Regions from separate parts of the Triticum aestivum genome. Here region 1 is linked to region 2. Evidence: chromatin contacts called from public Hi-C data. All regions are on one chromosome and are shown on one strand. The core of a region is the stretch at or near the end of the contact, and the rest is flanking DNA. Distances in the headings are between cores, read along the strand shown. Region 1 holds the start of LOC101290665 (gibberellin 2-beta-dioxygenase 3). Region 2 holds the start of LOC123069239 (polyadenylate-binding protein-interacting protein 11).

The links. Hi-C and Micro-C count contacts between places; a contact is called where the count stands out from the background.
Region 1: a Hi-C map of leaf shows a contact between it and region 2, with 4 times the contacts expected there. The contact joins the promoter of LOC101290665 here to the promoter of LOC123069239 in region 2. A contact is called at or near these places in 3 of 5 Hi-C or Micro-C datasets (all in leaf).

Annotation. Positions count from the first base shown.
Region 1 is chr3B:178,243,704-178,246,682 of IWGSC CS RefSeq v2.1, reverse strand. LOC101290665 (gibberellin 2-beta-dioxygenase 3) reads left to right here and starts at 1,618. Exons shown (of 3, transcript XM_044492041.1): 1 at 1,618-2,167; 2 at 2,899-2,979. The coding sequence starts at 1,722.
Region 2 is chr3B:177,895,019-177,897,769 of IWGSC CS RefSeq v2.1, reverse strand. LOC123069239 (polyadenylate-binding protein-interacting protein 11) reads left to right here and starts at 1,470. Exons shown (of 10, transcript XM_044492038.1): 1 at 1,470-2,008. The coding sequence starts at 1,736.

The sequences.
Region 1 (2,979 bases), core at 369-2,868, 350 kb before region 2:
TCACATACCAGCATAATTGAGACAATTATCTTTTGAATAGACGAGATTTCTGGAATTTGCAAGTTACAAGCATTCACACTTTATTAGCATACATTTCTTGCACCAGCTAGCTTGGCGAGGATTATTAGCATGAACCCCTTGCTATTGCAATATTGTTTCTGTTTCTTTAAAGGAAATGGTTTCAAGCATATTAAACCTAAGGAATGGTGCAAAATAAATTAAACCTTTCCAAAAAAACAGAAAAATTATAAATAGTAAATCAGCATATTGTTAGGTACTTGCAGTGGCTTCTTTGTCAAAAGATGACCAAGGTTGAAAATGACTCAAGCTCCAGCCGTCCTTCTCTGAAGCCTTTCTAAGTGTAACTTGGATCTTACTGCCTTCGTCACAAACACGGATAATATTTTTTTTGACGAAAAACAGCATTCTGATTTCATTCATTAAGATAGGATGAGTTTTTTTTGACAAACACGGATAATAGTTCGTTTCAAAACACGGATAATAGAGACCCCATAGCCTACTCACATAGGTACCCTTTTTTTTTACATGAATAGAGGGTTGTGGATCTGCTTAATGTGTTTCCCAGACCATCAGTGAGCGTCTCCAACTATCGTGATTAAAAAGAGCTATTGGGATACCTGTAAAGATCCCAATCTTCAGTAGCGATTAGCAAACCGAAGTTGGCAAAATGCGTGCTGGTCTAATGTGGCCAAAAGACGTCAAGGCCCATCTAGAACGTGAGATTATTGTTCTTGGGTTCGCAAGCGATAAATATAGGCATACAGCACACGTTATCTGCGTCTATCTCTTGCACCTGGCGAGGATTTTTTTAGCATGGACAGCTCAGCGGGGCTCCCCGTTCATGCAGTCCATTCCTATTTTTGAAGAAGGAAATGAACCCGGACGGACATATTATCCTTGTGGTCCTCTGAGCAAGTGCTGCACAAGTATTTTCCTATTCTGCTGGAGTGCATTGTACCACCACGCCACGGCAAATCCACGGCATTATTGGTCCATGTATATACTATTATGCTCAGTGTTTAAGACCCACAAGTATCTTGCCTGGCTATTCAAGAGCATTTTGCAGGTATTGGCAAAAAGACTCGTATACGTCGTCCGCATGGTGGTAACTTGTAAGCAATATCGTCAAAAGATGACCAAGATTGAAAGTGACCCCGATCGGCCATCGCTCTGAAGGCTGAAGGCTCTGACCCAAGTAAGTTTTCTGGAAGTGTGACTATGATGGACTTTCAAGATTTTCTGTGTCGCCAGCAAGGAATTCTAAACCGAAAAACAAAACAATCGTAATATGTGAGCCATGTGTCATCACTGACGTAGAAAACACACATTCCGCGTACGTACTGAAGTGCTCAGACGGCAGGGATTAAACCGGCACGGACACTACCGATCTAATGTAACGATGAGCGAAACGGCAACCCATGATGACACTAGCGATCCGTGCCATTGGTGCTCGATCTGACGGCCCAGATCAACGCACTACAGCGTCACAGGTGCACAGGCAGAGCGCGCGGAATATTCAGAGGCTGTACTTGTACCAACCCAAACTTCCGGCGGGCGGGCCGGTGCGCCTATAAATAGAGGGCAACGAGCTCGGCTCGTATCACTCGACTCGAAGAGCTCTCGCGCTTGCTCGATCAAACCTTCCTGCCCTGCTTTCTCCTCTGTTTCCTCGAGACCAAGGAAGAAGAAGCCGACCGACCATGGTGGTTCTTGCCAAGGGCGAGCTCGAGCAGATAGCGCTGCCGGCGGCGCAGCCGCCGCTGGCCCACGTCCGGGCGATCGACCTGTCCGCCGCCCCGGGGCCCGGCCGCGCGGCCGCGGCGCGCGCGCTGGTGTCCGCGTGCGAGGAGCAGGGCTTCTTCAAGGTGACCGGCCACGGGGTGCCGCCGGAGCTCGTGCGCGCCGCGGAGGCGGCCGCGGCGGAGTTCTTCGCGCTGCCGCAGGCCGAGAAGGAGGCCGCCGCGGGCCGGCCGCTCGGGTACGGCAGCAAGCGGATCGGCGTCTCCGGCGACCTCGGGTGGATCGAGTACGTCATGCTGGGGGTCACCCCCGCCGGCGCGCTGCCCGCCGCCTCCTTCACGTCCTGGACATTGCCGTGCGCGGGCGCCGCCGTGGCGTCACTGTCCGAGCCCCCCTGCCCCTTGCGGTGAGTTCGTTCGCTCGCCACCCATGCACGCGTACATTTTACATGCGCCCTCCGCGTCTGCACCGGCACCCCCTCCCTCCGCTGACAAACACATGCACATGCACATGCACACATGCCACGCCACGTTTTTCTTCCCGCCCTCTCATGATCTGCTCTGCTCAAAATGCGTGTTCGAACAGTCCAATCACTGTCAGTTGGAGAGCATTACCTGAACTCCTAAAGTGTACCAAAAGTGAATCTTAGCTAGCAACACCAGTCAATTTGCCAGGTCCCTAAAACACGAAGCTGTGGGATTTTTTTTCGTTGAATAGTTTAGAGTTCCTGAAAAGCAAATTTGAAAATATAAGGAGAATTTCCGTGGATAAGGTCGGCCTTTCGTGGCCGCGTGGAGCTTCACTATTTATCGCGGCCGACGTACGGAGGCGGCGAATCTTTAACGTTTGACTCACGTGCGGCGGCGACGTAACGGTCGGCCCGTTCCTTTCGATCACTCTCTACTTGCCGTGCTGCTCCGTTCGCACGTGTCGGCGTCGCCGCGCATCCGTGTCGACGCGCCGCCCGTCCAGCTACGTACGTACGCTGCCTTTCTGCCGCTCCGGTGACGTGCTGCCGTTTGCACTCCACACCGCCGCGCCCCATCTCTATCCGCATCTCTTTTGACATCATTCATTAATCGGTGTCGCCGAGAAATGCATTGAGTGATATTTTGGTGGTCTTTTTTTTGTTGTCAGGGATCTTCTGGAGGAGTACGCGGCGGCGGTGCGGCGGATGGCGTGCGGCGTGCTGGAGCTGATGGCGGAGGGGCTGGGGGT
Region 2 (2,751 bases), core at 221-2,720:
CTTGGAGACATGCAAATAAGTGTTGCATAGTAACTTGTCATCGGTGGTGGAGTAATTGCCCGCTCTTCCTCTCGGCGCCTCGACAATTCCCTCACCCTCCTCGTCCACCTCAAACTCATGGTCTTCGAAATGGATGTCATTGGTTTGAGACTAATGCGAATTGTTGGACCCAACACCCATAGTGGACATGTATGCATCATCGTTGAGACTACAATTTTTTTGAACAATGCAAATAAGCTATCTATATGTAAAATGATGATGCATTGAAAAAATAAGAAGAAAAAAATACTTGGAAATTTTTTCACCTTGGGGGCATTTCGTCGAACACTTGGTGCGCGTCGGCGGCCGGCTCAACGAGTGAGCTCGCCGGCGCTTCGGTAGCCGCCGCGGCCGTCGAACGCCCTGCAAGCTTTTTCCCCCTCGCCATGCCGGAGCCGTCCGCCGCCTTGTTCTTCTTTGCGGATGTTTTGCCCTTCTTCGTCCGCGCCGCATTGGGTACTTTCTTCGACGGTGCGGCGGCGGCACGGGATGGCGCCGGCGCGACGCCACCCGGCGCCGGCGCCGTAGTCATCCGCGGCGGCAAGAAGAGGCTGCGCGCGAGGCCGACGCTCGGCGGAGCTCCGGCGGCGGCGACGCCCGCGCTCGTCGCGCTAGGGTTTCCGGCGGCGGCGGCGGCGGCGGGGGGTTCGCGGATGTACAACGGGGTGAGCAGGCGCCGGTGTGCGCGTCCATGGCGGGGGCAGGGCGCCGGCGCCGGCGCGTGCGGGGCGTAGGACAAGGAGAGGGCGAGAGTGCGGGCGCGAGCGCTCGAGTGTGCCGCGCGCTGTAGCTGGCGCTTCCAAATACACCGCGCGGATAAGCGGTTTTGACCGCGCGCCCAACCCGGTATCGCGCGCGCCGTTTTTGCGCGCGCGCTAAGTGCCCGCTGGAGCGAGCCGCCGCGTAGCGCGCGCTAAAATGGCATTTTTTGCAGCGCGGCGCTCGTTTAGCGTGGCTGTTGGAGATGCTCTAACGTCTTAGCGGCGCATAGGGCAACTGGTGTTTTTTTTTTTGGGGAGGATATCACATAATTTTAAGAACTTATCTCATTAAATACTATAGATAACACACTCCATCATATAGCATGTGTTTATTGTCGTTTCTATGTGACATGGAATCCATTAGAAATGATTGACCGTATCAACCGCTCTACGAACTCTTAATAAAGATAATTTGCTTTGGTGAATGTTTAAACAAAGCATAGTTTGTGAAATACATACATCCATTTAAGCGACGAGTAATTCCACGCGCTTTGCGGGTTAAGAGTAACCGTCGACATTAAACCATCGACCAACATTAAATCCAAACGTACCGGCGCATGGATCTGATGGTGTAGAACACGTCCACGCAGAAACCGGCCCCGCGTCGCACCCGTCCTTTTCTCCCCGGTTCTCGGCATATAATTTGCGCACCGCAAATGGCCAAAAACCCCGTAAAAGCAAAACCCACCCGCGACTAATCGACGCCATTAGCGAGCGAGAGCACGAGCGCGGCACAGTGCCACGCATCGCACGCGAACCTTCCCACCCCCTCCTCCATCTCCCCCGCACTCCAGAGCAGAGCCTGCACCAGACGGACGGCCTCCCCTCGCCTCGCTAGAATCCCACCAACCAGTCCAGTCCGCCGCGCGGTTCGGCCAGGGACGGAGGCATCGTCGTCGGCGTCTGGTGTGTCGGCTGTCGAGGCGACCGCGCGGATGGCGGCGGTGGCGGAGGGCTCGCCCGCGGCTTCCGCGGCGGCGGCCAAGGAGGCGGAGTACCGCAAGGACGTGCAGAAGCTGGTGGACCTGCTCTCCAAGCTGAACCCGGCCGCCAAGGAGTTCGTCCCGTCCTCCGCGGCCGCCACGCCCAGGAAGGGGCTGTCGGCGGACGCGCCGGTGTTCTACTACGGCCCGATCGGAGGCCGGAACGGGGGGATCGCCGGGTACCCCGGCGCCGACGCCGGGTACATTGGGTACCAGCAGCGCATGGTAAAATTCTGCGGCCTCTTTTAGTGTCATCAATCATTCAGAGGCTGGGACTTGGTTGGATTGGAAGGCTCGGATCGGAGCGGGTGGTTTTCCCCTGTGCGGAGGATTTGGCGTGATTACTTTTTTGCATTACTTGATAACTTGATACGTTAAGAAGACTTGGTACGTTATCTTTTTTCCCTCATTTGCGTTGGATGGCGTTACCGGCGGTTGGTGGTTTGCGTGGTGTGGTTGTTGGCGTTCTTTAGTGAAAGCCTTGCCATGTTCTTCTTTTCGAGGTTCCCTTGGTTATAGTGAGGTTTCGCTTCAGAGTCACGACTAGTGCACTATCTATCTGCAAATCTCTTTGTGAGATATGTTTTCTCTGCTGCTTAGATCGTCGGTGTGTTTGATTAATAATATTCTGGGTTTTAGATCCTATTGATTTGGCTTGTTTTGGTTAAAATATCCCAGTTCATGTGAGTTCTAAAACATATAATTTCACTTAAGAATTCAGATCGATGTAAAATCCAGATATTAAAAAGTATCATATCTTTAACCCTGATCTACTCGTACACTTTCCTATTATTAGGTAGTCTCTGAATCTGGCAATTCAGTTCAGAGAAAACATAAATTAGAATGTGGACGCCTTTTCACTTTGATATTTAGAGCAATTCATTTTAGACTAGACTTTTCCGTGGTTTTGGTTCAGCTGTCTGTTGTTTAATAATGTGATTCTTCTCCAGATCAGCTGCTTGTAATAA